Linked DNA regions of Zea mays: region 1 is linked to region 2. Evidence: chromatin contacts called from public Hi-C data. All regions are on one chromosome and are shown on one strand. Each heading gives the region's core, a stretch centred on a gene start, on an enhancer-like site or on the middle of the called end of the contact. The rest is flanking DNA. Distances are from core to core; before and after follow the strand shown. Region 1 has its middle 89 kb from the start of LOC542688. Region 2 holds the start of LOC100285777 (LHT1).

What was found. A called contact is a pair of places that touch in the nucleus more often than the background predicts.
Region 1: a Hi-C map of bundle sheath shows a contact between it and region 2, with 2.3 times the contacts expected there. The contact joins the enhancer-like site here to the promoter of LOC100285777 in region 2. A contact is called at or near these places in 3 of 25 Hi-C or Micro-C datasets (bundle sheath, endosperm and leaf).

Annotation. Positions count from the first base shown.
Region 1 is chr10:56,478,145-56,480,844 of Zm-B73-REFERENCE-NAM-5.0, forward strand. No RefSeq gene overlaps it. Among protein-coding and RNA genes, the nearest start is that of LOC542688, 89 kb to the right of the region's middle. Within about 2 kb of position 1,442, at least 19 of the 20 cell types and tissues checked have an H3K27ac peak or open chromatin away from gene starts, as enhancers often do. A contact at or near this core is called in bundle sheath and leaf, where this site is marked.
Region 2 is chr10:56,102,623-56,105,407 of Zm-B73-REFERENCE-NAM-5.0, forward strand. It overlaps LOC100285777 (LHT1), which reads left to right and starts at 1,363. Exons shown (of 7, transcript NM_001413989.1): 1 at 1,363-1,518; 2 at 1,638-1,825; 3 at 2,467-2,785. The coding sequence starts at 1,638. It overlaps LOC100304039 (a long non-coding RNA gene), which reads left to right. Exons shown (of 4, transcript XR_560079.4): 4 at 1-172.

The DNA of each region.
Region 1 (2,700 bases), core at 192-2,691, 380 kb after region 2:
TGAAGGCAGAACTCAACACCATTCGATCCTTCAAAAAGGCATCAGGTGTAGCTTCATCTCACCCACCTCCTAGCCGTGCACAAGCGACCACACTCCGTAGGCAATAAACTCCTCCACCAAGTCACGTCCGGTGCTTGCTTTGGAGGCGCGGTGAAGGGCATCTTTGTTCGCATCTTCTTTTTTCAATTTAAATTGTGGGAAGGCCATGTAGAAATGTGAGCACATGATGGACAAAGGTAGCCCTGGAACACCCTCGGTGTCCTTCAATGTCACATAAAACAAAAAATCCCACCAATTCCCCCACTTGTTCTTCGCACATGGAACGAGTTCCACAACCTCACCCAAACCAAACTGCACAATCTTGCCACTAGCAACCTTCTTCTGTTAGTGGAGGCAGTAGTTCTTAACGAAGACTTAAATCGAAGGCTCTCCGCCATATGTAGCCGCTACCCACATAAACTTCGCCAATGCCACCATGGCATTGGGTGTAAGCTGGTGAAGTTGGACCTCGAAATGCAGGCAGTCGAAGACCAGTAGTGAAAACTCTTCAAAAACCACCAACTCCCCCTCCGGCTCTGGGACCTCCTTGGCCCCCGGAGCACGCCCCACACCGTCTCTGAAATACCCTAAGCGCTGCATTTCATGCACGTGGCCCGAGTAGATCCTCAACGTGCCAAATTCCATCATGTGCCCTGGCAACAAATCCATAACCGTCACTGAATCGCTAACCATCTTCTCCGAGGACGGCGCGCTCGACGACGCAGTCACGACAGACAACGACGAGGAAGAAGACGACATTACATACCATCTACGACGGCGAGCATTCTCCTTCACACGGGCCAGTTCATCGGCGGTGAGCAACCTTCTCGGTGTGAGCGGCACGTTGTAATACCCAAGTTGTAAACGATAAGAAGTGGAATTTTTTCCTTATATATATGAGTTGCCTCTACATATGAACACATGTGAACACCACATTTAAAAGTAAATAATTAATAAATGACATACTAAATTGTGCATCATGCTGGCTTTATTTGTATGCGCATTTAATAATAATAGTAGTCACATTAATAGAAATAAATTTATATCCAAATTTGAGAGTTAATGATTAACTTGAATATTTGAAAATGAGAAATAATCAAGAAAAGAGGGGAGGAAAGAAAACATTTTATACATAAAATAAATATATAAATAAATACATAATCTTCTTGCACTAGGAGTTGAATTTGTACATTTGGCTCAATGGTGAAACTCATAGCAAAATTCAAATTCAATTTTGAAATTAAAAGAAAATAAAACAGAAAAAAGAAAAAGAGAAAAACCTACCTGGGCCACGGATCCCATTTTCGGCCCACTAACTCTTTCCCCCACGCAGCCCAACCCCACTCATGCACACGTGCCGACATCTGGGGTCCATCTGTCAGTCGCTACAGGCGTATTCTACACGCACGATCTCGCCTCCACGTGGGACCCACTCCATCAGCTCTCTTCTCCCAACTACCGCCGACTATGGCACGGTCAACTGCGGAGCTCGGGCTTCCCTCCCTTCTGTCCCGTAACCAACCCACCTAGGCTATAAGTGCGCGCGGTGTCCGGTCAGCCACTTCCCCCTTTTTCGGCAGAGACCTACCACTACCATGCCGCCGTGCGGGAGAGAGAGATTCGGTGTGGGCTCGCCATTGCCGCCAACCCCACCGTCGACAAAACCACGCATCCACTGTCGTTGTGCCATCCATATAGCTCTGAGCGCTTCGTCTCAGCTTGCCGTAGGAGTCCGCAAACTCAACATGAGGGATTATAGGCTAGGGGATCGCGAATTCTTTGTCGGAGAAGTTGCTCCGCCGTGGCCGCATCCGCCGTCGAGGCCGAGTCTATTCACGCTACTAATCTTGGTGAGATATTCCTTCCCAGTCTCTCTTTCAACTCTGCTTCGAATTGTCGTGACCAGAGGAAGGTTTCGTGCGGGGATTGGGAGGTATTGGTCTGGCTGACCATGGCACCACCGCGGGAGGGGGCTGAACTTCGGTGACCAAAGCTGGGTGGACGCGACCAGACATTGTGGGCCATCGATCTTCCTAAGGACGATCCAGATTAGACGGTAGAATAATGTTTCACCGTGACCAATGAGAACCGTCGATCTGGCGATGACTGGTTTAGATTAATAGTAGGCAACGCATTTCGCGCAGATAGATTTGGTGCGTCCAATCCCTATAGTGCGGTTGTAGTTTTGTAACGGTTCACGAGTATGTAAATCTAATCTGAGCCCTTGATTCCCGATCAGGCGGTCGCGGTCTGTGGATACCCTTTCGACCGGGCGTTTTGCTTAAGAGTCCTCGGAGTTTTTGGGAATCAACCCGCACTCCGCAGTATAGTATTATGAGTCTTAGGATTCTTATGAGGAAGCCCATGCACTTCTCTATTTTTGTGCAGCAGTCCAAACAGAGATTAAATCAGGAAATTAATTTCAGAAATGAATTTCTAAGTATAAATAACCCTAGAACTTGTTTAATTCCTAGAAAATTCATATTAAGTCCTAATTGATCCATTCCAGTTCCTATAATTTTGTAATAATATTGTTTATCACATATTGTCTCTGTTTTAACATGAAAGCTATATTAAAATTGACCTCTTAATTAATCTTGAACCAAACACATAAAATCTTCAGAAATTCATAACTCGAAATCCGTAACTCATAATTTAGTG
Region 2 (2,785 bases), core at 113-2,612:
TATGGTGACTGGTGATAGCTTATTAGATTAGAGTATCATACTTTTGGTCATGGTCTTATGGAATATGGAATGTGATGGGATCATTGGACCGCATGGTATGGGTCATGGATGTGTAAATAAATTATAATTTCATTATTTCATCTCTCGTCTATTAAGTATTAACAGTTTATTACTGTGTTGTCTATCTTGTGACCTGAAAATAGCTTCAAATCTGTAACTTATGCTTGCTGGCAACCGAATCTGTCACCTGGGCGCAGTGGTGGCCCTGAGGATGCCGCAGAGGGACGGTTGCCCTGGGCCTCCGAATTCATAGGACCCAATTCTAATCATGTGATTCAATAACCTATTAATAAAGTAATGAATATCTAAACATGTTAGAAGAAAATTTTAAAGTGCATATATCCTTTTATTTACTTATTATTTGACATAAATATTTTTAGATGTATTAAAAATGTTTAATTAGTAACATTTATATATTAAAAATAATTTGAATGATCTCTATTTGAAACCTTCTCCCGAGCCCCTAAAATGTTAGGACCGCCACTGCCTGGGCGGCACAGTCTAGGTGGCACAGTGGCTCGTGAGCCTTGTTCGAGCTAAGCCGACCCGGTTATCCCAGCTCGTCGCACTGCCGAGCCAAGCCGGCTTGTTTCCAGCTCTAATCATACACATATACTAGCTAGCTATATCTTGATATAGCTATATTTTGATGTGCGGTCAAGATATAGCTAGCTAGTATAAGTGCATGATTCGACGGTGGAGAGAAGACTCTTGACTCTTGAGACACGTTTTTCCACAAGAAGACGCATACGCAATTCCTGAACCCTGAGTCCCTGACGACGACACATCATCGATCAGGTTTGAGCTGACTTATCTTCGGTGTGTGAAAGCGTAAAAAAGCAATATATATAACTTCTGAACAATGGACGGCGCCGCGGTGAACCACACAGGTGTCCTTTCCCTGCTTCCAAATTCTCGGCACGACATACACAAGCCCAGTACTGGTACTGCCATACGTACGTACTAGTAAAAAAATGTACACGTAGTTGACAAATCAAAACCACACGTGTACCACGTTAGGCTTTGTTCGTTTCATCCCTAATCCATGGGGATTGAGGGGGATTGGAGTGGATTGAGGAGGATTTTGACTTGTAGGGGATTCAATCCCTCTCAATCTCCATAGATTTGATAAAAACGAACAGGGCCTTAATGATACAGTACACAGTATTATTATTATTATTATTATTATTGATAATAACTCGGAGAGAGAGAATATGTACGTAGCGGTATACGCGCTGCCACCGAAACTAACTCGGCTACTTATGTGCTGTTAGCTAGGCCATCGATCGGGTGGATCGGAAACCAGCTGACGCTGAGTCGTCTTTCTCGGCAGCAGGACCCGCCGCCGCCTCCTCTCCATCTCTCTCTCTCTCTCTCTCGCCATATCGATTCCATTGGGGACGCAAGCACCGCCCCAGACCCAGAGCTTCTCTTCTCAAAAGGTGCGCGTACGACGTAGTACGTGCAGTGCGGCGCCTTCTTCTCGATCTCTCTCTCTTACCAAGGAAATCGATCTCTTACATGATCTATAGGGGGCTGGGGGCGTCAATAACATACATATAAAAACTCGCATGCAGATGCAGGAGCAGGACGTGGACGATGGCGGCGGCAGGACGACCCAGCAGCAGGAGAAGTCGATCGACGACTGGCTCCCTATCAACTCCTCCAGGAAGGCCAAGTGGTGGTACTCCGCCTTCCACAATGTCACCGCCATGGTCGGCGCCGGCGTGCTCGGCCTCCCCTACGCCATGTCCGAGCTTGGCTGGTACGTATACTTCATGTCACGAATCCTAAATCCGGCTTCCGATGATGATCGATTCGACCTCAATACAAGCTAAGAAGATTGATGAGATAAGAAAAATCCAGATTTTCTTTCCCCCACCCTGATTGGTGCCGGGAAAAAAAATCTCAAGTTAGCTTGTTGTCTCTTTCCGGTCCTTATGTTTATGTCTCATGACTTGCCTCTTTTTTTTTTGGTCTAGTAGTCTCATGTGTGTTAATTTGCGCTGTTGGGCCGATTTTGTCTAGACGATGTGACAGTTACAAAAGTAACATGATAGGTACATGAACAAAAACCTGAATACCGGTCACACCCGATAAGTTAAATACACGTCATGATGTATACCTATAATTTGAGAGTATATACATGAATATTTGGCATCTATATCATCATATATATGCACGTCATGATGACTATCATATTTAATAGGGTTTTTTAAGTTGGTGCTCTCAGTTTGTATCGTATATAGTAACATGTGGACTACAATTAATTAAAATACGATCCTTTTATCAACAGCTGAATAAAGTGATTCAATTGTACGAGCGATTAACTCGTTGTCAGATAAAGATTATTAGGGGGTCACGGGCAGATAAATGGTTCATTGTTGATTATTGGCGTGCACACAGGGGCCCTGGCATCGCGGTGATGATCCTGTCGTGGATAATCACCCTATACACGCTATGGCAGATGGTGGAGATGCACGAGATGGTGCCTGGGAAGCGGTTCGACCGGTACCACGAGCTCGGGCAGCACGTCTTCGGCGACAGGCTGGGCCTCTGGATCGTGGTGGCGCAGCAGCTGGCAGTAGAGGTGAGCCTGAACATCATCTACATGGTCACCGGCGGCCAGTCCCTCAAGAAGTTCCACGACGTCATCTGCGACGGCGGCAGGTGCGGCGGCGACTTGAAGCTCTCCTACTTCATCATGATCTTCGCCTCCGTCCAC